Linked DNA regions of Mus musculus: all the other regions are linked to region 4. Evidence: chromatin contacts called from public ChIA-PET, HiChIP or PLAC-seq and promoter capture Hi-C data. All regions are on one chromosome and are shown on one strand. Each heading gives the region's core, a stretch centred on a gene start, on an enhancer-like site or on the middle of the called end of the contact. The rest is flanking DNA. Distances are from core to core; before and after follow the strand shown. Region 1 holds the start of Zfp101 (zinc finger protein 101). Region 2 overlaps Myo1f (myosin IF). Region 3 holds the start of Zfp81 (zinc finger protein 81). Region 4 holds the start of Zfp871 (zinc finger protein 871). Region 5 holds the start of Rrp1b (ribosomal RNA processing 1 homolog B (S. cerevisiae)). Region 6 holds the start of Pram1 (PML-RAR alpha-regulated adaptor molecule 1).

Evidence for each region. Promoter capture Hi-C pulls out the DNA fragments that hold promoters and counts their contacts. ChIA-PET counts read pairs in DNA pulled down with a chosen protein or histone mark. HiChIP or PLAC-seq counts read pairs in DNA pulled down with a chosen protein or histone mark.
Region 1: a contact with region 4 is called in a promoter capture Hi-C map of liver, with 3 times the contacts expected there. The contact joins the promoter of Zfp101 here to the promoter of Zfp871 in region 4. A contact is called at or near these places in 13 of 39 promoter capture datasets (the 3T3-L1 cell line, 3T3-L1-derived adipocytes, the C10 cell line and 9 more), 1 of 484 Hi-C or Micro-C datasets (pre-B cells), 4 of 115 datasets of contacts at active chromatin or transcription factors (bone marrow-derived macrophages, embryonic stem cells and fibro-adipogenic progenitors) and 2 of 9 other capture datasets (adipose tissue and liver).
Region 2: a contact with region 4 is called in an RNA polymerase II ChIA-PET map of effector CD8 T cells, with 9 read pairs. The contact joins the enhancer-like site here to the promoter of Zfp871 in region 4. A contact is called at or near these places in 5 of 39 promoter capture datasets (the 3T3-L1 cell line, 3T3-L1-derived adipocytes, HPC-7-derived erythroid cells and 2 more), 4 of 115 datasets of contacts at active chromatin or transcription factors (bone marrow-derived dendritic cells, effector CD8 T cells, kidney and 1 more) and 1 of 9 other capture datasets (liver).
Region 3: a promoter capture Hi-C map of the SN4741 cell line shows a contact between it and region 4, with 3 times the contacts expected there. The contact joins the promoter of Zfp81 here to the promoter of Zfp871 in region 4. A contact is called at or near these places in 12 of 39 promoter capture datasets (the 3T3-L1 cell line, 3T3-L1-derived adipocytes, the C10 cell line and 8 more) and 1 of 9 other capture datasets (adipose tissue).
Region 5: a contact with region 4 is called in a FOXA1 HiChIP or PLAC-seq map of pancreatic cancer cells. The contact joins the promoter of Rrp1b here to the promoter of Zfp871 in region 4. A contact is called at or near these places in 2 of 39 promoter capture datasets (the HPC-7 cell line and pre-B cells) and 2 of 115 datasets of contacts at active chromatin or transcription factors (large pre-B cells and pancreatic cancer cells).
Region 6: a promoter capture Hi-C map of pre-B cells shows a contact between it and region 4, with 2.2 times the contacts expected there. The contact joins the promoter of Pram1 here to the promoter of Zfp871 in region 4. A contact is called at or near these places in 13 of 39 promoter capture datasets (the 3T3-L1 cell line, 3T3-L1-derived adipocytes, the SN4741 cell line and 9 more) and 2 of 115 datasets of contacts at active chromatin or transcription factors (memory CD8 T cells and pancreatic cancer cells).

The regions. Positions count from the first base shown.
Region 1 is chr17:33,392,314-33,397,115 of GRCm38.p6, forward strand. Zfp101 (zinc finger protein 101) reads right to left here and starts at 2,324. Exons shown (of 4, transcript NM_009542.2): 1 at 2,175-2,324. The coding sequence starts at 2,195.
Region 2 is chr17:33,561,559-33,566,005 of GRCm38.p6, forward strand. The region is part of intron 1 of Myo1f (myosin IF); the gene reads left to right. Among named protein-coding and RNA genes, the nearest start is that of Myo1f, 8.1 kb to the left of the region's middle. Within about 2 kb of position 1,798, at least 102 of the 459 cell types and tissues checked have an H3K27ac peak or open chromatin away from gene starts, as enhancers often do. A contact at or near this core is called in bone marrow-derived dendritic cells, effector CD8 T cells, liver and 1 more, where this site is marked.
Region 3 is chr17:33,356,812-33,361,680 of GRCm38.p6, forward strand. Zfp81 (zinc finger protein 81) reads right to left here and starts at 2,067. Exons shown (of 4, transcript NM_207541.1): 1 at 1,923-2,067. The coding sequence starts at 1,925.
Region 4 is chr17:32,786,612-32,791,356 of GRCm38.p6, forward strand. It overlaps Zfp871 (zinc finger protein 871), which reads right to left and starts at 1,676. Exons shown (of 4, transcript NM_172458.3): 1 at 1,527-1,676. The coding sequence starts at 1,529. It overlaps Gm17115 (predicted gene 17115), which reads left to right and starts at 1,783. Exons shown (of 2, transcript NR_168031.1): 1 at 1,783-2,462; 2 at 2,776-3,828.
Region 5 is chr17:32,034,702-32,039,111 of GRCm38.p6, forward strand. It overlaps Rrp1b (ribosomal RNA processing 1 homolog B (S. cerevisiae)), which reads left to right and starts at 1,461. Exons shown (of 16, transcript NM_028244.2): 1 at 1,461-1,903. The coding sequence starts at 1,774. It also overlaps a transcript of Hsf2bp not described here.
Region 6 is chr17:33,635,154-33,639,869 of GRCm38.p6, forward strand. It overlaps Pram1 (PML-RAR alpha-regulated adaptor molecule 1), which reads left to right and starts at 2,903. Exons shown (of 10, transcript NM_001002842.2): 1 at 2,903-3,024. The coding sequence starts at 3,022.

The sequences.
Region 1 (4,802 bases), core at 1,074-3,573, 610 kb after region 4:
TATCTTTTTCCAAAATAAATTAGACAGATCTTAAATGAACAACCTGAAGAAGCACCTGAAGGCTTTGGGAAAACAAGATCCCAAAGTCCAAATCCCTAAGTGAGCGAAATAATGACGATCAAGTCTGAAATTAAGTAAAAAATTAACTAAAAAACAAAATAAAACCCACTGAAGTGGAGGGATGGCTCAGAAGAGCATGTGTGCCTTTTGCAGAGGATCCGAGTTTAGTTCCCAGGACTTACATAATGGACCAGAACCATCTATAACTCCCTCATGAATCTAATGTTTTCTTCTAACCTCTGTGAGCATCTGGGAAACATGTTACATATCTTTTCTGTCAGGCGAAATGTTCACATAATATATATATATATATATATATATATTCATTCTACAAAATTGAGTTGGTGTTGAAAAGATAAACATAATTGATAAACCCTTAGCCAAATAAAACAAGACACACATTAATGAAATGGGAGCTGAGGAAGGAGGCATTCCAATAGACACCAAAGAAATTCAGAGAATCATGGTAACATACTTGAAAATCTTATATCTCCAGGTTGTGTGTGGTGGCGCACGCCTTTAATCCTAGCACTTAGGAGGCAGAGGCAGGCTGATCTCTGTCAGTTCAAGGCAAGCCTCATCTATATAGCACGTTCCAGGCCAGCCAAGGCTACACACAGTAAAACTCTGCCTGGAAATAAAAAAAATTAGTATGCATTCCATGCTTGCCACTAAGCAGTCAATGACACACATGCTGCTAAAGAGAAAATCCTGGGATCTTCCTGCCAGAATCTAAGGGAGAAAAACTGTACAGCAGGATGAGCACAGGGCTGACTCTGTAGAATGTTTACTTAGTATGGAGACGCCCCCCCACCCCCACCCTCGGTCCCAGCACCAGCACCACATCAAAGCAAGTGTGCTGGCTCATGCCTTGAAATCCTAAAACCTGAAGGCAGGAGGATCCCAAGTTCAAGGTCATCTACATATGGAGTTTCATGATAGCCAGGGATCTATGAAACCCGGTTTTAAAATAAAAGTAAAAGTAAAAATAAATGAAGCCGAAGAAATGAGTCAACAGGCAAAAGCAGTCGTCAAGCATGCGTTGTGACCTGTGTTTGATCCCTGAACCCAGGGAATGGACAGGAGAACCAACTCCAACCCCACAAGGGAGTCCTTTGACCTGCACAGTATATACTATGGCACGGGAGCCCAAAGATTGGCTCACCACACATGAACAACACTAATAAAATTTGAAATGTTTTGTGCACTCAAACCAACTCTCAAAAAAATACCTCATCCAGAAGATAGAAGACACGTATGTTTTTCTCCCAGATGGCCCCTGTCCACACTTTCCCTAGTCGCAAATTACACTGTCTAGAAAAACGATTTACATAAGGGCAAAGGAAACAACCGAAGATGTTAATATTTTTCTAGAGGACTGTAATCTTGGTAAATACTAATTAAGGAGCCCACCTTGTAGGGCATGATGGTGCTCGCATCTAAACTGCAGTTCTCAGGAAGCAGAAGCAGGCAGATCTCTTGAGTTCAAGGTAGGCCTGGTCTACGTAATGAGTTCCAAGAAAGGAAAGAAGACAAACAAACACACATTACAGGCAGAGGCAGGAGAATCTCTGAGTTCGAAGCCAGCCTGGTCTACCAAGTGAGTTCCAGGGTAGCCAGGGCTACTGAGAAACCCTGTCTGAAAAACAAAGAAATCAACCAATCAAAAACTCACCAGCACCACTGCCACCAAAAGCACATTACATATTCCTTCTCTTTGGAGAAGCAGCCTAGAGCAAAACTAATACAAAATCAAGGAGACCTCAGAAAACAATAAAGCAGGCCAAACGCAAGTGCAAGGTCAGACCAGCAGTAACGCTCAACACCCACGTCCTTTCACTACACTGACCAGACCGCATCACCAACCCGTGAGCGCTGCAAAGTCTGCAGGGTGCAGGACCACCGAGCTCATTCCCCATGATAGCCAAGGGACTGGGATAAAGCAGTTTTACAGCGACAGGGCAGGAGGAGCCTCCGACTCCTGGCTCCGCCGGTGCCAAGCTCCACCTCGAACTGCAGCACAGCGCCAGAGGAACGTCGGGTCGGCGGTGCCAAGCTGCGCCAGGCTACGTCAAAGCCGCGGCCCACGACTCCGGGAGCAACCGTGTACTCACCATTTCCAGCTTCGGACGCATGCGGGGGTCCTTCGGAAGAGCCTGCCGACAAAATAGGTGGCACTGACTGAAACCAGCTGTCACAACACCTCACAAAAGCTACACGGGATTCAAAAATGGAGCCAGGGGCAGAAACTTCAGAACATCCGTGTTCCTCATTTGACAGTTCCAGCAAGGAAGTAACAGCGGCTCTGATTGGCGAAAGATGCTGGACCCGCCTTCTTATTCGTGAGTAGCAGGATCAACAACCTCTCCCATACTTGACGCAAATGGGGAAAAAAAAAAAAAAAAAAAAGATAGAGCAACACCCAATCTTAACCCAGACGTTCCGTTTGGAGTAAATATGTGGGATCCTTGCATTTAAGCACGACGCCTTCTGGGATTTTAGTGCACGCACTCGCTTTGTCGTGTACTCAGTGGGCTTCTACTGTTTCACATAAAATAGCGCTACAGATTGGCTCTGGACATCCCAGACTCAGTGTAGGGAAAGGAAAACCCATGACCCCAAACAGAGAAGGTTACCCGGTCAGGAGAGGACAGTGCCAATAATGAGTGCCAACTTAAGAATCTGAGATGAGGCAAATGGACTTTTGCACCTATATTTTTTGAAAGTTAAGATTTAAAATGTTGATTGAGCCCCAGGTTTGAAAGAAACCTGTACAAATATGTTAAAGCTTTGTCTGAAGAAATAATATTTTAAAACACGTTTGATAAAGACATATGCTTTTGCAAATGTCTCTTCTTACAGGCTTTACTTGGACTACTTCTGGGTATTGAACATTATTACTATAAACCAAGCCAAGAGCAGAAAGCAACATATATGAATTAATAATGTAAATAGAAAAAAACTTGTAAGCAAAGAAGAGGCTTTCGCTCCGGTACTGGTTGGCCTTTTGTCGACTTGATGTTAGTGGGGGTCATCTGAGAGAAGGGAACTCAACTTAGAAATGCCTCCATTAGATTGGCTATAGGCAAGACTGTAGAATATTTTTGGATTAAAGAATGATGTGTGTGTGTGGGGGGGGGGGGGTTTCCAATCTACTGTATTAATGCATACTTAGGTAGATAGGCCTAGGCTGTATAAAAAGGGAGAGTGAACATGCAGTATTTCCCCATGACCTCTACTTCAGTTCCCACCTCCAAATTTCTTCTTGAGTCCTGTGATGATTATTTTTCTGGTTGTCAACTTGACTCTGTTAGTCATGAAATCAAATCTGGGAATGGAGGACATACCTGTGAGAACTTTTTGCTTGCTTTGGAGTCGGTGATTCTGCTTCAGGTCTGGACCTTTGAGGTAGGGAGTCCCAGGCCTTTGAACCAAACCTTGAATCAGCTCTAATCTAGGCTACAGGCTTTGCTAGAGCTGGACGAGGAAGCTTCTGCTCCTGCCTGCTTGCCCTAGCCTTGCTAGCATGTCCATTCCTTCACTGGCATCAGAACCTTACTTTTTAGGGATTCCAGCATAAGCTGAAGACCAGCTGAGACATTTAGCCTCGTGGTCTGAGAAACTACAGGATTCTTGGGCTTTCCATCCACAGCCAACCATTGTTGGATTAGCTAGACCGCAGCCTGTGAGTCTTTCCAGTAAACCCCTTTTCTATACATATAGAAAGATTCATTCTGTAAGCTTTGTTACTCTCAAGAACTCTAATAATTTCCCTTCATGATGAACTTTAAGCCATAAGATAAAATACATCCTTCCCTAAACAAAGTTGCTTTTGTTTAAAGCAATGGAAAGAAAAGATAGAACCATTTCAACTAAACTCTTATTCAATGACCAGAAAACACAGTGAAAAGGTATGTTAAGAAATGAAGTCACACATGAGATACCTTTTATAAAATACTAACAGTCAAGTAGATCACACAAAAGACACATAGGTCTTATAAAATTACTGATTTTACTTCTGCCTTTAGAATATGTTCTGAATTGAAATAAATTGAATGAGAGAGAGAGAAAGAGAGAGAGAGAAAGAGAGAGAGAGAGAGAGAGAGAGAGAGAGAGAGAGAACCAGTGACTGGGTGAAGGTTATAATCAGAAACTTCTCAAAACCAGTACAAATAGTCAATGAATATATAAAAGCTAGTCAACTATTTTGCCAAGAAGGAAATTCACAGAAAAGAAGTAAATGAGACCAACATTTGTATCTCTTTGATCTCTTTTTTTGTCTAATTTCTCTGGCTATAATTTTGAATACTATATTAGAGAGAAAGAGAGAGAGAGAGAGACAGGGAGAGAGAGAGAGAGAGAGAGAGAGAGAGAGAGAGAGAGAGAGAGGAGACCCTTGTCTAGTCCCTGATTTTAATGGGTTTCTCCCCATTTTATTTGATGTTGTCTATTGGTCTGCTGTATGTTGCTTTTGTTATATTTAGGTATGCACCTTGAATACCTGATCTCTTCAATACTTTTAACATGAATGGGTGTTGTATTTTTGCCAAAGTCTTTTTATGCATCTAATAAGAATATCATGTGTTTTTTTTTCTTTGAGTTTGTTTATATATTGGATTACATTGATGGATTTCCATATATTAAACCATCCCTGCATCCCTGGGATGAAGCCTACTTGATCATGGTGGATGATTTTTTTGATGTGTTCTTGGATTCGGTTTACGAGAATTTTATTGAGTATT
Region 2 (4,447 bases), core at 548-3,047, 780 kb after region 4:
CACTGAGCCGTCTCACTAACACAGCATTGTTTTAAAGTACCCACAACTGAGATTGCAGTAGTGTAACACACTAGCAACTTCAGAATGTGGGAGATGGTGACAGGGGGATTAGAAGGTTCAAAGTAGCCTGAACGATGAATACCATCTCAGAAATTAGAAACAAAAACAAAAACAAACAAACAAACAAACAAAACCAAGGTTATTGAGATGGCTCAAAGGGTATCTACTTCCAATGATGACCTGAGACTCATTTCTTCAAGTTGTCCTCCGACTGACTGCAGGTGAGCTGTCAAACCCCCAACACATAAATAAATACAATTTTAATTTTTTTTAAAAAAGCATACAGAGATAACAAACTGTATTAAATATGTCAGGTCTTATCTATATGGGTTTGATTATAGAAAATCATATGGTATTTTAAAAAATAATGAACAATCAAAGGGCCCACAACTGATTGGACAAGGAAGATAGGAGGGGATCAGTGAGTATCAGCTTTGGGCATGGGAGCCACTAGGCTTCTCCAAAAGACTAAGACCTGAGTCACTCCAACTCTAGCCTCTGTGTGGAGAATTTAAGGAGGTATAAGAGACTCCAGCTACCTCTAGAAAGACAAAGATCCCTACCTGTTGGCCTCCAGCTAAGCCAGAAGGAAATAAGCCCACTGATTCCATCAGATACATACCCTAACCCCAGCCCTATGGAGAGAGAGTGAGACACTCAGGACTTTGAGAGGTTAGAATATTGTTTGCACAGTTCAGAGGTGCAGGGTGCAGTGTAACAACCCCCTGGCTGGTAGAATATAGGTCCAGGATTCTAGGGCCACCCCCTGAGAGCCAAGGGAAGGACCCACAGCTCAGGCTAGTGGTAGCTACAGTATCAGGTTCACATCTTCACAGCTCTCAGGACCTTGGTGAGAAAGGAAGTAGCTATTCTACTTCTCTCTAGTCTTGCTCATCACCACCCAGTCCTCAGAGAGCTTTGTCACAAGACTTGGAGTCACAGCCTTTGAGTCCACAAGCCAGGTCCAGCCACTAGTCCTCCATTAGCCAATTAAAATAGTCAAATTAAGAGCAAAAAGAAGAAAAAAGAGATTCATTCAATGCGGCCACGTTGGGAAGAGAGATAAGGAAATGTAATGGCACTCTTACACACACCGAGTCCATCTTCACGGCCCTGAAATTAGGTTAAGTTTAATTAGAGGCCAGAGTTATGCTTATCTATATACTTCCTAGTGAAGGTGTGGTTCTGCCCACCACTGACCCAGCAATGTCTCCTCTGTAAGGTGGTTTAACAGGTCAGGCTCCTCGACTGGCCCTAGCTTTAAGCTTTCTCTTCTCCCTGCATGATATTCCTGGGAGAAATTCTAGTTTCTTTGGGTTTAAATAGTCTGATAGCCAAAGTGAGGCACACAAGTGTCTTTAGAATATGTTCACCCAGCCAGCCTAGTTACAATGAATGTATCTGGGGTGAATTCGAAAGCTCCATCATTTGGCTCTTCCTATCACTTTGGACCCATAGGGGCTGGCCAAGTTCAAGGCAGACACCCATAGTGATAGTGGGGATACTAGTATTTTCTTATGATAACCTCTACATTGTTGAATCTGGGTAGCTGATTCCATGAGGTCTACTGCACTTGGAGTTCTTATATTTTCAATGAAGAAACTGAGGCAGGGGAGGCCTAGCAAGCTGCTAAATAAACAAAAAGTGGAAGAAGATTTTGGCTTAATCCTTTCAAGAGGTCGCTTCTCTTAGTGGTCATCTTAACTGTGGCTTCCCCTTCCTTTTTGTAGAAAATGAAAGCTCAACCAGGGTTTCCTGTGAGTAGCCCATTGCTATTATACAGCCTCTGAGCACCCCCCAGCCTCATTTGAACCTGGGCTCTCCACTCCAAAGAAGCTAAGATCCTGGAGTTTCACCACTACTACAAGGCCTTCTTGGCTCTTAGGGTCAAGTTGCAAGTTTAGCTTTGGATGATATTCCCACTTCGCCTTTACACCCTCCCACATGGCCTCTCTTTGAGTCACCATCTTCATCGACCATTCAGAGTTTCAAGAGTAGAGATTAGACCCCATCTGCCTAGGCTAGGCTTGTACCTACTCCAAGCACTGATAGAAATCAGGAAGTGTGTTCACTGCACTACAAAGCTTGCAAGCCTGAGCCCTACCAGATCTACCACCTTGACCACAAACAGCCCCTCCCTTTAATAGCACAAATAAGGTATTGTCTTCTTTCACCCACCTTCAACCCTACTCCACCCCACCCCCATGTTGTAGGCAGAGCTGACTAAATAGATAGAGGAAGAATCTGCCTTCTACTTCTCACCATAGCCACCTACAGCCCCACAGTGTCTTTCACAAGAGACAGCAGATTGAGTCATATTTAGCTGTGGTCAACTGAGACCACAAACTTATTTGTTGCAACTGCCCCCACCCACAGTTCAAGAAAGGAACTTAGGAACATATAGTTTCAACTTGAGCCAGGGAGACAAAGGAGTATTTTTTAGAGGGGGACAAGAGACTGTCTTAACCCCGGGGTACTTCATCCATTCAGTTATTTGATTATTAAGCGAAGTTTTAAAGATTTATTTTCATTTTATGTGTGTTTTGTCTGCATATCTGTCTATGTACCATGTGCACGCAGGGCTCTAGGAGGCTAAAAGAGGGCATCAGATTCCCTGGAACTGCAGTTACAGTCAGTTGTGAGCCATCGAGTGGGTGCTGGGAACCAAACCAGGTCTTTTGCAAGAACAGTCAGTGCTCTTAACTGCTGAGCACTGGCTGTGCCAACATAGCCCCATAGCTGGTTTGAGACAAGGTCTCATGTAGGCTAGTGCCCAATTGAGTGCATTCTTGAACTCCTGGATTTTCTTGCCTCCACCCACTGAATACTGAAATTCAAGATGTATACCACTACACTCAGTATATGTTGTGCTGGAGATAGAATCCAGGGCTTCATGCAAGCTAGATAAACACTCTGCCAGCAAAGCAACATCCCCCCAAACCCTGCCTCCACCTCACAAGTAGCAAGGAGTACACATAGGAAAACACTGATGATTTTATGACACAGAAGAGCTCAGAGCAACTGGGGGAGCTTGGATGTTGAAGGCAGAACAAACAGGCAGTGAGTGAATGTCATGAGATTAAAGAGACAGAAGCCACTGAGCAACCTGAGGGAAGAGGAGGGGAAAAAAAACAGAAAGAGGAACCCAGCTCTAAAGGCTGGAAGGGGCAAGCCTCCGACCTTGAGGCACCATAGTGCTCTCTTTTGAAAATGGACCTAATGATAGCACCAGTACCACCCTCTGTGTGTTGAAAGGAAGTTGAAGTAATCCACTTAAAAATCCTGGTCACAAGACTGGAGAAATGGCTCAGCAGTAAACAACACTGATGCTCTATAATGAGAATAAAGGTTAAGGGCTCAGCATCCACATCCTGTTTATTACCTCCAGGTCCTAAAGAACCAACCTACTAACACCCTCTTCTGACTTTAGCGTGCACACAGGTGCCAGTACCCCCAACCCACACACACACTTATACACACACATTTGTATATACATGCATGCATACATACATACATACTTTTTTAAGCTTAGTCATGTAGATCATGACTTAGTCATGGCATGTAGGTCAGTTAGTAGAGAGCTTGCCTAGTATGCATGAAGTCCTGGGTTTGATCCCTAGCACTCCACAAACCCCAAGTAATGGATACATTGGTGCACATGTGTCCTCTCACACTGGGGAGGCAGGGCAATAGATCAGACTCTCAAAGTCATCCTTGGCTACATAACAGATTTGAGCCTGGCCTGGACTATATGGCTTTGCCTCATCACCCTTTACTAGAGGATTACAGGTATTACAATCCTTGCCCCAAGTCCTACCCTGGTGGGTTCTATGCTTGCCTTTACATATGTGTGTCTATATAATATACATATATATGCATGTATCCAGTATATATGCATACTATACATGTATATTATTTCTATACTAGTCTTTGCTGACCTAGAACTCACTATGTAGTCCAGGCTGTCCTTCAACAGTGATCCATTTGCCTCTGCCTTCGGAGTGCTAGGATTAAGTGCATGGTAGTGCCCTTAATTAAAAAAAAAATAATAGCAAGCAGGATGGCTCAGTGGGTAAAGGCACTTTTGAGCAACCCTAGTTATCCAAGATCGATCCCTAGGACCCATAAAGGTGGATAAAGAGAAATGACTTCACAGTGTTGTCCTCTGTTGTCACACGTGCACACCCACTCATCCCATGCACAGACACATACATTAGTAATAAATAAAAATTGTAAAAAAATGAAAAATACAAAACAAAAAGCTTAGTAAGGACTGGAAGTGGAGCATAATGATTGAACAACATGTAAGTCTCAGGATCCCAGCCCTGGCACTGAAAAGTTAGTCAAACATGGCGGCACTCAGGATGTTGAAGCAGAAGGAACAGTA
Region 3 (4,869 bases), core at 817-3,316, 570 kb after region 4:
AATCAGAAAGGGAACTGTGATGGGAAAGGGAGAAGAAACCACAATCAGGATATATAAATATATAGGTAGAAAATCTATTTTCAAGTGGGAAAACAAGACAGTAGCAAGAGGTAAGCTCATTCATACCTCTCATAGCTACAAATGTTTACATACAAATGCAAAATAGGAGTAAAAACAAAATAAAACAAAAAGCAACCTGAAGATTAACATAAGAAAGAAGCCAGTCAGCAAAGGAAGATCTTAAGCCCTTTCTTACTGGGGCGCGCTCAAGAAAAGCTCCTGGTATATAAACTGGATGTTTTGCAAATGTCTCACAACATGTCATGGATCACATTTTCTCAGACTTTGTCTCTGGTGTAATCCTTCCGTGTATGAAACAAGACCCTGTAAATCAGGTCCCCTCTGAACTCAAATCCAAGTCTCAACACTTAGAAAATATGCTTTCCTTAACACCCTTGGCTTCCTCACTGTTTCTCTGATCTCCATGTTGAACTTAAAAGGCATCCTTTTGTTTTGTTTTCTCGCCTAACCACAAATGCCAATATTTAAAGCTTGCCTGCCCTGTTTTCTGCTTTCCCCCTCTCAACCTCAAAAACTCGATTAAATTTTCCTCTGGTTACCCTCCAAGTTCATCTTCAATTTAGAGCCAAAAAAGCTACCGCGGCTTCCCATACACACACTGAGAATTCAGAATGCCGAATAAATAGTTCAACTTAATGGCTCAAACACAAGGTCTTAGGAAAACAACAAAATGTCAGACTTAAGAGCAAAAGACAGCAAGAAGTAAAAAATAAGTTGAAAAATTATTGAAATTGACTCAAAGAATACACACAGTCAATGTCAATCTCAGAAATGGTTCTTTTAAAAAACAGTAAAATAGGCAAAACTGTAGTCAAGCTAACAAAAAAGAGGGAAGAGACAAATTAATAAAGTCATAAATTAGGGGAGGTTGCAAGAGACTAAAAAAAAAAAAGACAGGAAAAAAGAAAAGCAGTGGACCATTTGGTAGTATTTTGAAAAAAATACCCCCCACGAGGAAAAGAAATATATGCAAGAAATGGTTTGATTCTGAGTCGCATACAACAAGCTAAAATTAAATCAAGAGGATATAAACAACTTACGAATATTCATAACGATGAGATAGAAACAGATATAACCCTCTCATCCCTTCTGTTCAAGTCCACAGCCAAAGAATCTACCACGTTTTTGTTTGTTTTTACAATTAAATTATTCATCCCATCTCATGCTTTTTTTTTTACAGCCAGCAATGCTAGAAGAAAAAAAAAATTCCCCCAAATTTCACCTGTGCCTAGACAATTAATTGCCCAATTGGTTGGTGAATCCAAACAATTTTGAAGCAAATTGAAAATCCTCTCTTCCTTGCAAGCCGGAGCATTCCTCCCACTCTCAGCCCAGAGGGAGCAAACAAATCCTCCTGCATTAACGCTAACAGCAAAAACCAGGATGCGGGATAGGTTTACAGTTCATTGGTAAAAGGATTGCCTAGAATGAGCAAAGCCTGAGGTTCGATGCCCACGAAGGAAGGAAGGAAGGAAGGAAGGAAGGAACGAACAGCGTTTATCAAAGCCCCTCACAACAGTCTAAATGCTACAGAGCATCACGCCAACTCGCCAGCGATGCAGTCTGGAGAGGCGCTGTCTCACCCGAGAGCACAGCGGACTAGAAGACACTGCTTCAGAAGGGGGGCGGGGCAGGGCAGGGCCGGACCGACAGGACCAGACCCCAGGCTCCCCGCTGCCTGCTCTGCACGGAATTAAAACGCACGTGGGTGAGAGGGCGCGGGTGACAGACTCCTGCACAGAATCAGGCGAACGTCAGTGCCGCGGCACCACACAGGGACAAAGCCTCCGCGATGTCACCAACGTGCCACGCACGACTCCAGGAACACAGGGCACACTCACCATTTCCTGATTTCACACGCGAGCAGTGTGCTTCCTAAAGGGCCTACAATCAGCAGAAGGGACAGCGACTCAGGCCAAGTCACCACCTGCCTCCCTGGAGCTACACAGGACTCAAACAGGGCGGCAATGGCGGCACCCTCTGACTATCCATGCTCCTCATTGGGCAGTTCATGCAGGAAAGTAACAACGTCCCTGATTGGTGAACGGTACCGACCCGCCTCTTTAACTCTTTTCAGCGCGTTTAAATGGAACTCACCCGGCAAACTGACTACAGAACCTCCCTAACTCTGGCTCCCCCAAACCCCTGGAGTAAACCCGGAGTATATTTGGTGTCATTCTATTTAAAGAGAATATACTTCGGGGTTTTTAGAGCACACATTTAGTTCTTCGTGTGAGTTCCTCGTGCCTTTCCGCTTACTCACACTACTTTTTTTGTGAACATTCAGGACTCAGTGACATTAGGACAAAGCCAATGACACACATCCCTACCTCCAGTTTTAGCGATAGAGGCTTGGCCGGCTTTTTACGTGGGTTCTGGGGATCCAAACGCAGATCCTCATGAAGGATAATCAGGCATTTTACCAACCAACCCATCTCACCAGCGCTTCTTTGGGCTTGTACTATAGGTGGTCATTACGCTGCTTACTGTACAGTGTTTGGGTTTTATAACGTACAGAGAATGCTGAATTCAGAATATATCTTCAACATGAAGAACTTGTGCGGTGGTTAAGATTAGAGATGCATTTCACCAAACTCCTAGAAATAGTGTTTGTGGATTTGGTTTATTTCGGCTAGAACTTCAATGTGGCTGTAGAATACACTGTCCCACTTCTGAATATTAAGATGTGGAGCACTTGTTACTCTTACAGAGGCCCTGGGATTGCTTTCAATCATCCACACGATCGTTTGAAAACATCTTAACTCCAAGAGCTTCATCACCTTTTTAATTCACAGGCACCAGGTTCTCACATGGTGCACATACATACATTCATACACATATAAAAATAATCTTAAAATTTTAAAAGAAGTATATATGAAACCAGATATAGGAGAAAGAGTCATTATAACTTTTAAGAGAGAATGTAAATTAATACAGACACAAAAATAAAGTATGAAGATTTCTAAGAACAAACAAACAAAAACAACTTAAAATTGTTTAGCATGGTGGTACAGACCTTTAATTACAGGACTTTGGAGGCAAGAAGTTAAAGGTCATTGTGAAGAAAAGGAAGAGGAAGAGGAGGAGGAGGAAGAGGAAGAGGAGGAGGAGGAGAGAGAAAGAAGGAAGGAAGGAAGGAAGGAAGGAAGGAAGGAAGGAAGGAAGGAAGGAAGGAAAGAGAGTTCCAGGACAGCCAGGGACACACAGAAACCATTCTGAAAACAAACAAACAAACAAACAAAACCTCAAAACTAAAGGTCACAAACTAAAACCAGCACCCTTTGCTAGGAAAGAGAAAGGAAAGAATTTTACTATACATAAGAAATGAATGGACATGGACTGGAGAGATGGCTCAGAAGTTAAGAGCACTGGCTGCTCTTCCAGAGGTCCTGAGTTCAACTTATAGCCATCACACAGTGGTTCATGACTATCTATAATAGGATCTGGTGCTGTCTTGTGGCCTGTAAGCATATATGCATACATACTGTATACACAATAAATAAATCTTAAAGAGAAATGCACATTAATGTTTATTATAGCACTGCTCAAAAATAGCTAAGCTCTGAAATCTGCCAAGATCTTGTTAAGACACAAATAAAGAGAATATAGTGTATGTATGTAGGCATAATTTTTTCAGCCTATTTTATTTTTATTGGTTATTTTATTTATTTATATATCAAATGTTATTCCCCTTCCCAGTTTCCCCTCCACAAGCCCCCTATCCCCTTCTCTCTCCCCTTGCCTCTATGAGGTTTCTCCCCCACCTGCCCACCCACTCCTGCCTCAGTGCTCTAGCATTTCCCTATCCTGGGCCACCAAGACTCCACAGGACCAAGGGGCTCCCCTCCCAGTGATGCCAGATAAGGCAATCCTCTGCTACATATCCATCTGGAGCCATGGTTACTCTTTGGTTGGTGGTTTTGTCCCTGGGAGCTTGGGGTGGGGTGCTGGTTGGTTGATATTGTTGTTCTTCCTATGAGGTTGCAAACCCCTTCACCTCCTACAGCCCTTACTCTAACTTCCCCATTGGGGTCACTCAGCCTATTTTAATAAATATTCAACCTTTCTTCTTGCCCACCACCCACCAGAGGCAGTGGAGGAGAAAAGTTATTAGGATATGAGAGAAGTGGGCCTGTTTAGGAATAGTTCTTTGGGGTGAGTTCACTCTTCTTTGTCAAAAGTTCAGAAATGAATGTTGCTTGTAGCAAACACCAAATATGAATCATCAGTTTCAGTCCAGTTCCCTTGGCAGGCAAACACCATACATGAACCGCAGCTTCAGTCTAGTCCTCTCGGCAGGCAGATACCACACACGAACCAGCAGCTATAATTCATCCTGAAGAAACTGCAAGGCTCACAGGCCAGCCTGAGGGGAGGTAGCAGAAGAGGCAAGAAGTGGCAGGAACGCTACAAGAAGTTTTTTGGTGAGTTTCTCTCAGGCTTAACCACTAGCACAACAACACTATGTAAGGTGAACTAATACATGGATGTAGTAAGCAAAGAATATCAGGCAGAGCAAACCGAATGCTTCTCTCCCACTGTCTGTGGGGTCATATTTGTACTTCTTCATCATGAATCCTTTCACATTCCTGCTATAGCAAACCATCCTTTCACCTGTGTGTCCCAGCAAAACATTATTTGATATAACTGACTTCCCAAAGAAACTAGAAATTTCCTATGTGTACAGACAGATAAAGACATACATGCATACATATGTACATATAATTGACTATAATTCAACCATAAGGAAAAGCAAACTCATGCCATTTTCAGGAAAATAGATGATAC
Region 4 (4,745 bases), core at 426-2,925:
TTTCTCTGACCTCTAAACATGCAAGCTGGAGCATGCAGGAAACACACACACACACACACACACACACACACACCACACATATACACAACAACTAAAAAATAAAATATAAAAACAAAAGTCAATGTGTAGAAAGATCTGAAGGCAGCAGCCGTTATGACAGAGCCAGACTCCAGCCGCACGCATGTGTATGGCTACGCCTATCCAGTGAGTTTAGGAAGAGCAGAAGAAGGTAGAAATGCTAAGATTCACTGACTTACAGGCACAGGTCATGGAATTTAAAGACAGCTTCCCCTTGAATCTGTGAGTGACAAGAGTGAGGAAGCCAGGGCAGACCACTCAGTGATACCGTAGGGAATATCTGCTTTCCAACAACGTCAAGCCTAGAATGACTCCATTTTATTAAATAACAACCTGGACTAGTTACTCAAAGCCCCTCCCCCGAAAAAGGAAGGGCAGTACAACTTGTTTACGCAAGCAAAAAAAAAAAAAAAAAAAAAAGGCCCACTATCTCCTAGAAAACTAGGAGGGACAAACTGACAATATCAACAACTAAAAATATACCAAATTGTATTAGAAACACCACACAAAGTATACAACATATAATCCCCTCACCTGGCACTACGAAGGAGCATCCCCAAGCCCAAAGGATGGCAGGCAACTGTCACACTTACCCACAGGGAAGAACTGAGTCAGTCCTTTGGACTCCATCTCCAGTGCGGTTTCTCCTGCCCAGGACATTCAGCCAACTTCAAATTGACTTACTTCAACGTTCGGTGCGCGTATACTTGACATCTCTGTGTCTACACTGCTAGGACATCATCATTGGTCCCCTTTCAGATTCTTCTTTGCACCCGCCTCAGCTCAATGCCTCCTACTTCAGGACAGACTCTAAACTCAACCACTTTGGCTCTTAGTCATTCTGTGATCTGCACATTTTGTATGTTTTTGTGTGAAATGTTCATGTGTGATCTTCCAGTTAACGTTAGCAATTAGATTGTTATATAAAAACGCGTTGATTGCCAATGGCTGGTTAGCAAAATCGGGACTACTGGATTAATTATTAACGAAATACACATGACTTGTGAATTATTAATTATTCGATAAATTCTGGCATTGGAAACACACAAACTTGTCCCCCCTGTTTATGACAACACGCCCAGGACACAAGGTCACCACACCCTGCGGCTTCCCTGCCCCCCAACACACACACACACACACACACACACACACGAATTCCAGGGTCCCGTGTCTCACCGCGACGCTGCCGCCACCGCCCAGGCTGCGGAGCCGCGTCGCTGCGGGTGCCCGGATGCCTAGGGAGGCCATGGCCGCAGCACTGAGCTCTTAGCAAAGGACAGGACCGCAGCTCTGCCTGATGGCCCAGCTCCACCCAGAGGGACCCGGGCAGCGCGGCCCAGCAGAGCAGATGAGATGCAGACTCAGCTGCCCTGGAAGGCCGCGTCCCCACTGCCGCCTCCGCTTCTAGCGGCGCCCTCCCCGCAGCCGGGACGCCTGGCCGCACGTACCATTTCCAATCACCGGGTGTCCTGCTGTTCTCCGGCAGCTCTTGCAGTAAGTGGATGGAACACAGACACTGGGGAAAACAACCTGCGGGTCTCTCTCCACAGAAGACACAAACGCCTAAAATGGCTGGACGGGAAGTGGCATCCTCCGCTTCTGTGCCCGCCCTCTCTCAACATCTGAAAATCTCATTGGACAGTTTATGCAGCCAAGCAACTTTTCTTACTGGCCAGTGAGTCACGTGCACGCCTCCCAATGCTTAAATGACAGAAAAAGCATCCTCTCGAGTGTACTGTGGCGCCAAACCTCTAATCCGAACGTAAGGCTTGATACTTGGGGTCTAAACTGGAGGTGGGATTCCCAAACTCTACTTCTGGCGTTACGTGTGAAGGGGATGAATACTTTATATTTTACATGGATTTAAACATACGTAGAAGTCTATTCTTTAACAAAGCAAAGATGTCGGCTAAATTCTATTTGCGTGAGTGAGAAATGGCATTGAAAAGAATGATGTGAATTATGCCTATTTGGCTGCGCTTCTAATATTCTCTCTCATTTTGTGATCGATGGTTGTCACCAAGGTCTCTGTGGCTGGGGATTTACCCATTCTGCTTACTCTTTTCAAATTCTCTCTTGAACCCACCTCGCCACTATTGCCCTCACAAAGTCACTTCTAGAGCAAAACATTTTGGGAATGGAAGGACACAGAACCATTCTTAAGATTCGAAGCATTCCAAAGATTCTTCAGTAAGTGGAAGTTTGCGCAGGTCGCAGCGGAGCTCCAGGACTCTGAACACATAAACCTGGAATACTCCACAGATGACTTCCAGGGCAGACATTCCTGCAATCAGGAGAACCAGCCTGACTGCGGAGGTAGAACTAAGTTCACAGAGGAATGGTAGAAATCAGAAAGGAAGCCTTGAAGAGAGAAGATTGGAATTGTAAGCCTGCTCTGGGTGCTGAAAGCGTTATAAGAGGCCGGGGGTGGGGGGGTGGGGGTGGGAAGCAGTAGACAGATAATAGATTCCTGCTGTGAAGAAGGTGAAGAAGGTGCAAGCTTGGAACAATGTCAGGGAACCTGCAGACAGGTATTTTAAGTGATATTTTAGAAGACAGGAGCGAAAATAGGAAAGCTAAAAAGACTTGAGGCGCAGCCAGCAAGATGACTAGATGGCATTTACAGATTTTGTTTAAGAATTTATTATTTTTTTAAAAATATGTTTGTGTGTCTGTGTGCATGTCACGCAAGAACAGATGCCCATGGAGGCCAGAAGAGGGCACTGAATCCGCGGAGATGGACTTATAAACTGCAGAACGTGGGTCCTGGTACAGAATTTGGGTACTTTACAAAAACAATATGCACTCTAAACCACGAAGCCAGCGTTCCAGCCCCCAACTCTTCAGACTCCCACCCAGTTCTCTCTTCTTCACATTTATAAAAAATATTTAATATTTACTGACAAATTAGCAGACTGTGTCCTTCTCTGCTTTCCATTTTTACCTCTTTTCTCTCTAGTTCCTTTCCCTATCGTTTCTGTATTATTTTCCCTTTCAGAGATTTCCCCAAGGAACACAGGCTGGCCTGGTTTTCAGGGTCTCTGGTCTCAGCCTGCTGCTAATGGCTGGGACGGCTTTAGGTTATCTGCTTGCAATTCTGTACTTTTAAACAAGCTTCCCTCCTCTGCACCCTCATGTCACTACTGTCCCCTTGTAGTTACTTTTTCCTTGCCTACTGTTTGTCATCAACACGGGAAGAACTGAGTCAGTCCTTGGACTCCATCTCCAGTGTGGTTTCTCCTGCCCAGGACATTCAGCCAACTTCAAATTGACTTACTTCAACGTTCGGTGCGCGTATACTTGACATCTCTGTGTCTACACTGCTAGGACATCATCATTGGTCCCCTTTCAGATTCTTCTTTGCACCCGCCTCAGCTCAATGCCTCCTACTTCAGGACCACCTTTATGTTTCTTTTCCTTTCTACTCGTAACTAATGTTGTTGATACACTTGTTCAAAACAGAGTCATACTGTTCCTCTATTTTCTAAAGTGATTGGTATTTGAGGCATGGTACTTTGTGGGTTTAAATGCACTTTACAATGAGCCTAGCTGTGGATAGTGACTATTACAGACACTATTTCCCTGTTAACCTGGTGGGCCAAACATTATGCAGCAGAATTAACCAAAACTTCATCCCTACTACAACCTGAAAATTGCAATCAGTTCCATTTCAAAGAGCAATATGATTTAAAAAACAACAACAACAATAACCGGTGATTTAACCTCAAATAAAGAAGCTTTATTGGAAAACTATAATAAACATTCAAATCAAGAAAACGCAGCCGGACGTGGTGGCACATGCCTTTAATCCCAGCACTCGGGAGGCAGAGGCAGGCAGATTTCTGAGTTCAAGGCCAGCCTGGTCTACAAAGTGAGTTCCGGGACAGCCAGGGTTATATAGAGAAACCCTGTCTCAAAAAAAAAAAAAGAAAGAAAGAAAGAAAGAAAGAAAAGAAAAGAAAACACAATTCTACCAAAAATTACTAATTCCACAGTAGTGACCTCCAATTCAAGTGAATTAGATGACATCTTAGACAATGAAATCCAAAGAATAAGCACACATGCTCAAGAGTGTACACACACACACACACACACATTCGAGCACACACAAAGAGGCCACAAATGCCTTATTCACAAATTCCGACAGGACATAAACACAAATTAAGGACACTAACAGAGAAAGGGTAAACCCTGTGGCCTTTGGGGCTGACAACTTATAAAGAGGTCCCTCATCACTGGCTTGATGATTTTCATCAACAACTCCTTTGGCCTGCGGGCATATTTCTGCATGTCCTACACCACTGGACTCCTAAGAATTTCATGGAGGTAGAAGGCCTTTGATCTCTGGTTGGATTTATTTCCCATCCGCTGATGTGCATATGTGTTACCACTAAGTCCAAAATGGTTGCTATCTCCTGCTCTTTTGGCCCAGGACTGAAGATTTAATATATCCCTGGGGTAAAACTATAAAGGTGTACTTGGGCTCTGTGTCTGCTGGAGAGAAGACTCTCTTCCAGGGGACACAGGGGACACTTAGGAAACCTTAGAGCGTTTATGCGCATTACTAAGCTCATCCCTATCCTTTGTCAATTTATCCAGAGATGCTGAGAGCAACCGACCAGCATCATCACTTTCCTTATTTTTTCCCAAAACTGTCAAAAGTTTCA
Region 5 (4,410 bases), core at 211-2,710, 750 kb before region 4:
CCTGCAAAGTGAGGCCTGAGAGTCAAGCAGAATCCGTCCTTCCCTGTTTAGAGAGAAGATGCTACAACCAAACCTATACACTGTGAGAAACCGCGCAGGGAAAACCTCATCGTCCCTTGGCCCCAAGTGCTTCTGTGCCAGCACTTGGGTGGCGGAAGCTGGAGTTCAAGACAAACTTGCTACATAGCATGGGAAAATCTAGGCTGGGCTACATGGGGGTAAAAAAAAAAAAATCAAAATTAAATCACCAAAGCTTGGAAGAATATACTAATCTAATAATTCTCATGTTTGATAACGTAGAGTTTTAGATGTCCCTAAAGTTTGCACAATTGTTAAAAGCCTTCTTTTATGTTGGTTTAGTATGTTCCCGCTTGTGCTGGTTTATGTCAACTTGACACGAGCTAAAGTCATGGGAGGAGGGAACCTCAGTAAAGAAAATGTCTCTATAAAATCAGATTGTAGCAGGCCTGTAAGGCATTGTCTTAGTGACTGATGGGGAGGACCCCACCTATTATGGGCGGGGCCATCCCTGGACTGGTGGTCCTGGGTTCGGATTTCTGAGTTCGAGGTCAGCCTGGCCTACAAAGTGAGTTCCAGGACAGCCAGGGTTATACAGAGAAACCCTGTCTCGAAAAAAAAAACAAACAAACAAAAACAAAACAGGCTGAGCAAACTGCAAAGAGCACGGCGGTAAGGAGCACCCTCCATGGCCTCTGCATCAGCTCCTGCCTCCAGGGTCCTGTCCTGGGTGAGGTCTGGTCCTGGCTTCCTTCCATGGCGAACAGTAATATGGAATGTGAGTCAAAACAAACAAACAACGACAACAACAACAAAAAAACATTTGCTCCCCAGCTTGCATTTTTGGTCCTGGTGTTTGAAAATCTCACTACCCACTGCTTAGAACTGTGTGTTTTGAATGCAGGACTTACAGAGTCAAGTTAGATCCTCAAAATTTCCCTCTACAATAGACATCCCTGCATCTCACCCAGACGTCGTGTGTGTGGATTTGCTGATTCCCCATTCAACAAGCCTGCACCTGTCTCAAGATGCGGCGGAAGGCTTGCTGTCTTGCCACTACACACCCCTAGATCTATCCTAGGACCCTGCAAAAAAGGATTGCTCACTACACCACACCTCTGTAAGTGCCCCTGATGCTGCAGGGATGGGTTGTTCTCGCTCCTCTACAAATCTCACACCTGCCCTAAAAAGCTGCAAGGGTCTCCTCTCCACCTTTGCACTTGTCCCAGGACATTGGGAGGTTGGCCACCCCCTCTATAATGCTACATCAAAACTCAAGGCACTATCTTGGCGGAAACGGGGCGGGGGGTTGGTTGTGGGGGCTGCCCCTGTGCTGTCGTCAGCCTTGGGCTGCCTGGATGACGGCCTTCCTCCTGGGTCTCAAGTCTGTCCAGGGAAGCCCGCCGAGTGAATGGAGGTAGTAGCAGGATCGCCGCTTCCCCGATAGACCTTTGTTAGCTGTGCTTAGACTCTAAAACTGCATCAAACCAGCCGTAGGCGTTCTGCTGGAGGAGACCTGACCTCCAACTAACCGCCCTGTCAATCGCCCTGAACCTGGGCCACTCTCAGGACGCACTTCAAGCAGCGTTGCTACGGCGTCTACCCGCACAGGGGCCACGCGGGCTCCCTGGGCGCGCGGCGAGCGGCGCACCGGTGACGCCATCACCCGCGCGCCGCAGCCCATACGCAGACGCAGTCCGGATCGCTTGGCGGCGAGCGGCACGCGCGCAGCCTGGGGATGCTGAAGCGAGTGCGATGGCTCTCGCCATGCAGTCTTCCGAGTTCCAGTTCGCCCAGCGGCTGGCCTCCAGTGAGAAGGGCGTCCGCGACCGCGCCGTGAGGAAGCTGCGGCAGTATCTCAGCGCCAGGACGCAGAGCGACACAGGTGCGGGCCTGGGTCCGCGCCGCTTCGTGCGGCGAGGGTAGCGCCATTGGGCGCGGGTGCGGGTGCTACGGGCTGTGTGGCGGAGCTCCTGGCCCTGAGTCCAAGCTCACCACTGGCCCAGTTCACCGAGGCTCGTTTGTGTTTCTCTTTGCCTCCCTTGGATAGTGTCTGTAGACGCTGGAGTGCGTTAGTTGCCCTGAGAGGAACTCTGGCAATGTGGTGGCAGGACCTCGTGGCGATGGAGTGGAGTATGGGTGAATGCGGGAATGTATACCGGTAGTGTGGAAAAGTGCAGGAGAAAGTCCCTCTAAAGGAGCCTCCTGTGCTCTGCTGAGATTTTGACAAGAGGAAGCTGGCCAGGCAGACGCAAGAAAGAGCTAAGTGTGCCCCAAGCCAGAGAAATCTAAGTTGGCGCGCAAGGCATGTTGAAATAAAATTGAACCTGGGGGCAGTGTGGCCACATCACTGGCTTTTTCGTTTGTGTTTTAGCTGCCGTGGAATGCATTGCAGGGATTTATTTAAGTGATCCAGAATAGGTTCTGTAACTCCTTGAGTGAATGCGTAAAGTCTAGACTGCAGCCTACTGTGGGGGTTTCAGGTTGCAGCCAGTTGGCTGAAGTTTGAGTTACATGTTGCTAAATCTACTTAAATTTGAAGGCGGGGGGGGGGGGGGCGCGGAGAGATTGCTCAGCGGTTCAAGTCTCAGAACCCACGTGGCAGCTCAACCCTTTCCTGGAAAGGAGTCACCTCCTCTCACCTCTGCTAACATCGGGCATGCACGTGGTGTGCATACATAGAAGCAAGCAAATCTCATAGACCTCAATTAAATTTTTTTAAATGGTTTTTGATTGAAATCTGCCACAGGTGAGAGCACATACCATTCATTCCAGCATTGGAAGGCAGAGGACAGCCAGGGCCACAGAGCAAGCAAGACCTTGTCTCCCAGAAAGGAAGAGAAATCTGATAAAGGTGTAAAGACTAGGTTTTTTTCTTAACCATTTGTGTGTGTGTGTGTGTGTGTGTGTGTGTGTGTGTGTGTGTGTATGTATGTATGTGTGTGCTTATAGGCACACTCATGAGGAAGTTGAGTTCCAAAAGTTACCTGTTTCCACCGTGGAATCCAGAGGTGAAACTCAGGTAGTGAGGCTTACCAAGCAAGCTATTTGTTGCCCACTGAGCCACCTTGGCAGCTAGCTTCCCACCCGGACCCCCTCTCCCCCATAACATTTCTGTTAAGGATTGCCCCAGAAATTCAGTTTACTCCACTCTCCCCTCCAAACACCTGTTCTCTCCTGCTGCTTCTTCCATTTCTCACCACATTGCCCTGACTCTTCATCACATGCACACATTGTCCCTCTGTCCTGCCTTCTCAATAACTTGAATTACTCTGTCTTAACTGGAAGTTCCTTTATTTTACCTATTTGTCTGGCCCATCCATTCCCTTAACTCCCTTGTGCCTTTTGTTTGTTTCGGTCCCTACCCCCACCCCGCAGACAGGGTCTTACTGTGTAGCCCTGGCTGTCCAAGAACTCACTCTGTAGACCAGGCTGACCTCGAACTCAGAGAGATAGCCTGCGAAGTGCTAGGATTAAAGTTGTGAGCCATCACTGCCTGGTTTGTTTGGTTGGTTGGTTTTGGTTTTTGATACAGGATTTCTCTTGTGTTATAGCCCTGGCTGTTCTCAAGCTGGTCTCAAACTCTCAGAGATTCGCCTTCCTCTATCTCCTGAGTGCTGGGGTTAAAGGCTTTCATCCAGGGCTTCCATTGTGCCTCTTTAAACTGCCCTCCACAAATGGCCCAGGTCATTTTCCTAAAGCAAATCTCATCTTACTGCTGCTTCCCCTGAAGGCCACAGTCCTGTCAGACGCTGTGGTGTCCTCACCTGCTCTTCTAATTCCTCAGTAGTCAGTTAAACTCTTAGGCCCAGCACAGCAGGCACACTTTTCTCACCTCCTCCCCCTTGCATTCAGGCTTGTTCTACAAAGAATCACTTCTGAGAGAAATCCTCCTTTACTATCTCCCTGGTACCTCTTGAATTATAAACTATGTGGCCCTTTTATAGTGCTTAGATACATGGGGGGAGGAAGGGCTATTTGTTTGGAGACAGGATTTCCTGGAGCCAGGGCTGGTCTCTACTACCTATACTAAGAATGAATGACCTTGTCCCCAGCTATGTACAGATAACTGTTTCTGAACTCTGGTTTGAACCCTTTCTCTGTAAGGCTTCCGTTTGTCTCCTTAGCCATGGGTAAAAGCGTGGAGCCTTAGGAGAGCCTTCAGGAGACAAAAGCAAACAGGTACAGTACACCTGGACCGGAGGCAGCCAGAGATCATGCTTCTCTGACCCCCTGGAACAGGCCCAGGACACAAGGACCTGAAGCCATTGGCTCATGCCAGTACCCCAGGGTCCTTGCTGATGATTTATCTTGTTCCCCCATTCATCATCATGGACACTTTGTGGAATATCGTAGGCCTTCAAAAAATAAAATAACTGTACAGGGACTGAA
Region 6 (4,716 bases), core at 1,653-4,152, 850 kb after region 4:
GATTCTGAGATTTCCTGTCCCAGAAACTTAGTACAGGGGGGTCAGATACCAGGGACATACAGAACTTCCATTGCACTCCATTTGCTGCCCAAAGTAGCTATCCTTACTGCTTTACACATGCCCAGTCTTTGCTCTTCTGGGATGCCTTGGGGATCCCCATCCGCAGCTCAACCCACGCTTGTGCACCCCACTTCCTGCTCCTGAACTCCCATAATCCCCAACCTCCTTCTCTTTAAACTGGAACTCCACAGTGTTCTACCTCCACCTCCCACCTAAACAATGAAGTCATCCTAGTGCCCCAGCTTTCCAGCAGACAACACCCAAGAGTGTCAGTGTGGGGAAAGTATCTGCTGGCAGGAACTTATGCAGCTGCTCAGGTTGACTTGAATAGATGGAGAAATTCCTGGAGATTTGTCTGCAGACTCAGGTTTCAGGCTACCTCGTGGCAATTATGCACTAACAGATCTGTCACCTGAGGGATGTGGAATTGCTTCTATTTATCCTAAGAGAAGTGGAGAGCAGCAACAACCCCAGGTGGATCCCAGCTCATGCCTCTGGACCACGCTCCCGCTCCCTCCTTCAAAGAACTCCCAGATCTTCCAGGAACACCACAATAATTGGCCCTCCATTGTTTTAGACTTCTAGTTCCATAGTTTAGTTAGGGCCACCAGGTCATCCTCATGCAGGTCAAATACAGTCTGCCAGCCATGCTGGGAGGTTACCAACAACCCTGCATTCTCCCCTGTTGGGTCTCCTGCCGTTCAATCCTTTAGCTTGTGCTGGCCTTGATGGCCTACTGTGTGCTTTCAGGCCAGCATAAAGATCAGAGGACAGCTGTGGGGTTGGTTTTTCCCCTCCACCTTACATGTGTTCCAGGAATCGAACTATGGTCATCCAGTTTGTGTGGCAAATGTTTTAACCATAACCACAACCCCTAGCCATCTCACTGACTCATTGTTTTCGGTTTTGAGATTGGGTCTCCACTCAGTTACCAAACCTGAATTGAATCTGACATCCACCAGCCATATTCTCAACCAGTACCTGGGATTATAGGCGTGGCGTGGCTTCTTTCATATTTCTACCTGACTCCATTCACCAAGATTCTGGAAACTATCCACTTGAGACTCCTATAAAAGCAGACTCGTCTCTAGGAACTGTGACCCAAGACAGGAAAACAAGCATCAGAATCTTGATGCTATGTGCTAAAATAAGGAAGGTGTGCCTCTCAACCTAAGCTGCTTTATTTCCATTTAAATAAGCTGAAACCATACCTGGCTCATTCCCAAGAGTTATACAAGTTCTTGCTACTCTATCAGCCTTATAATACCCAACAGCAGGCCCATCACCTAAGTCAAAACATATATTTATTTTGTTTCTAAGATTGGTTTTCATTGTGGGTTTTTTTTTTTTTTCTTTTACTCGAGACAGGGTTTCTCTGTGTAGCCTTGGCTGTCCTGGAACTCACTTTGTAGACCAGGCTGGCCTCGAACTCGAAATCCGCCTGCCTCTGCCTCCCAAGTGCTGGAATTAAAGGCGTGCGCCACCACTGCCCGGCTTCATTGTATTTTTACAAGGCACTGCAACAATAGCCTTAAACTACCAGACTTTCCAATCCTCCTGCTTTTAACTCCCAAGTGCTGTTTTATGAGATTCTAGAAATCAGATTTAAGGCTTTGTACATGCTATATAAGTACACTACCAACAGAGCTACAAACTTTGGATTTAGTTTATGTTATCTTCCTTCACAGGGTCTCAACTTTCCAGCCGGGGGATGGTCATGCACTTAATATCCTCTTCTCCCACATGCGAGGATTACGGATGTGTGCCACTATACCTGGGTAGAACATGTACTTTTTTGGTTACGTTTCTGAGTCAGGGTCTCATTATGTAGTGCTGGCTGGCCTGAAATTCACTATGTAGATTAGGCTAACCTTGGAAATGTAGTGAACTTCCTGCTTCTGCTGGGATTACAAGTATGCACCACTACGCCAGTTGCTTAGAGCATGTACTTTGTGACTCCAGGGACATAGACACATGTACACTCATCTATACACCAGAACCATCCTGCTAGGGTGTAAGTAGTCCTCCTCCTTGGACCACATCCCAGACTGGTGACATCAGAATCTCTGGAAGATATTTTTTTAACAGCTCAAAGAATTCTATTCTGTTCCCAAACTGAGAATCATACCTCTGAACCCTGCTGAGTGTTCTTTGTTCCTGTGGACTGAATCACGTGTCAGGGCTCTCCTTTCCTATATCTACCTTTGTCCCACTTTGGGCTTCATTTTCCTGCAATCCAGTTTTCTTGTTTCTCCTCTCTCTGCTTCCTTTAACCACTGTGAACTTGAGAGGTCCTAAAACCCCATACCTTCACAGCAACAGTGATGTCCCTTCAGCCCAGGACTTAGACATCTTTTAATGCCACCCACCCATAAGTCTGCTTATCCCAGTTGATGATGCTTTGGGTGCATAGCCCTGGCTGATGGGGCATTTGTCACCTTAACAGGGAAGTCCTGTTGAGAGTACAAATGGTGAAACAAGGTAGATGAAGCAATACAGGAGGACAGATATGTCCTCACCATTGCAACAGCCATATCCTAGGTCTACCTCTTTAGAGACGTCTTAAGACCCAGAGAAAGCCATAAAATCCCCACTAAGGTGCTGTGACTGTCCTGAGTTTGTCCTAAGCTTGCCTCTTCAGAGACAAAGCTTGTCAGGACCCCAAAGTGTTAAAACTAAGGGGGACAATAGGGAATCAAGAGGCTAGTAGGAGCTAGGAAACTTGTGCTTTATAGATGTGCTTAGGTCTAATGACCTGACTTTGGGGACAGTAGTGGACAGGCAGGAACTCAAGGAGGGGACAGAAAGGCTATCTCCGCCTCCTTCCTCCTCTGCCCTCCCCAGCCCAACAGCTCCGACTTGGTGTGTCAGCCCGTGGAGCAGAAACCACACTTAACTTCCTCAAGGCAGAAGCCTAAGCTCAGAGCTCATTCACCCTGTGGTTCATCATCCCCTGAAGCCATGGTGAGTCCTCAAGCCCCCATTGGAAGTTCATTCAGGTAACAAGGGTCCCAAGTAGAAACTGGGGAACTGGTAAATATGCCCTCATGGGTAACCTAGCAGAACAGAGCTAGAACAGTCTTGGGGATGAGATGGCACAGGAAAAGATAAGAAACAACCAAGGCATAATAGCTTGAGCTCTTGTGGACCAGCTTTGTATCTGTGACTGCAAGGCAGTGTGGTGCTGGTTGGGTCTGCCTGGAATGATATACCCTCAATCCAGGTCAGCAGCTGGGATATAAGCAGAGGTTTCCTGTGAAGTGATTAAATGGGTCACGCACCTGCTACACCAGTCCCCATCTCCAGTCCGTTACCCAAGCTGTGCTCTGCTAAACCCTTCCTTATCTACCCTTGTGGTCATCAACTCACTTAGACTGGGGCTTCAACAAAGAAATGTCTGACCCCAGGCAAGAATTGCTTCCTTCCCAGAGATCCTTCTGAGTCCATCTCTAGATAGATTTACAAGGTTCTGTCCTCTCTGTCCTCCAATCTTTTTTACCCTTGGTGAAGATAGGCTGGGGATATCTACCAGCACCTATGGCAAAGAGCAGGTCAGACTTGAGAGCACCAGAAATGTTCTAAACATATCATATAGTGCCTGTACATTTGGGGAGCCTCCCTTCTGGTCCTCATGAGACATGTCAGGGACTATGACACCTAATACCCACATCTTAGATAGATGTATGTAGAGCTTGTTAACTTAGTTAGAATGGCTAGCCAACAAGCCCTAGAGGGCCTCCTGGCCTAAGCTCTCCAGAGCTAACTAGGATGACAGGTACTGCTCCTGACTTTGTTATGTATGAGTACTGAAGCTAGAACTCAGGCTTGCATGACAAGTACTTTACCTACTGAGAAATCTCTCTAGTCCCCCCAACTAAATTTTAACAATTTATAGTCAAAATGGGTATGGTGGTATACACCTGTAATGCCAGCACTCAGATGGCTGAAGCAGTAGAACTGTTGAATCCCAGCCTGGGCTACATAGTGAGAAACTGACTTAAAATAAACAAAAAACAAAAAAAGGAAAGGAAAGGAAAAAGGAAAAAGGGAAAAGGGAAAGGGAAAGGAAAGAAAAAGAGAGGGGGGCGAGGAGAGGAAGAGAGAAGAGGAGAGGAGAGAAGAGAGAAGAGAAAAAGAAAAGCAAGCAAGCAAGCTAAACTAATGGTGGCACACACCTGTAATCTCAGCACATGGGAGGCAGAGGCAGAAGGTTATCCTCAACTATAAAGCAAGTTTGAGGCCAGCCCAGGATATATGAGACCCTGCTTCAAAAAACAAATTAAAAAAAAGGAGGAGGAAGAGGAGGAGGAGAGGACGATGACAAAAAACCCTCATCACTGGGAAGATATAGTTCATTGCTAGAGCTTGTTTAGCAAGGTGCTAAGTTCCATCCCTAACACCACAAAAATAAAAATCCTCAAAACAACCCTAATATAAGAACTAATATAAAAAACTTCATAGGTAATGGGAGACAAAGAGAGTAGAAAATGTTGGTGACTGTGGGCAACTGGGAAGAGAAAACTGATTTAAAATGGGGTTATCTCCGAGGTCACCCTTAAGGAGCATTATCATAAAGACACAGAGGAGGAAGAGGAGAGACCCATGCATTGAGTGGTATGCATTACAGACAGGACAGAGGCGGGGTGGGGGGACCAC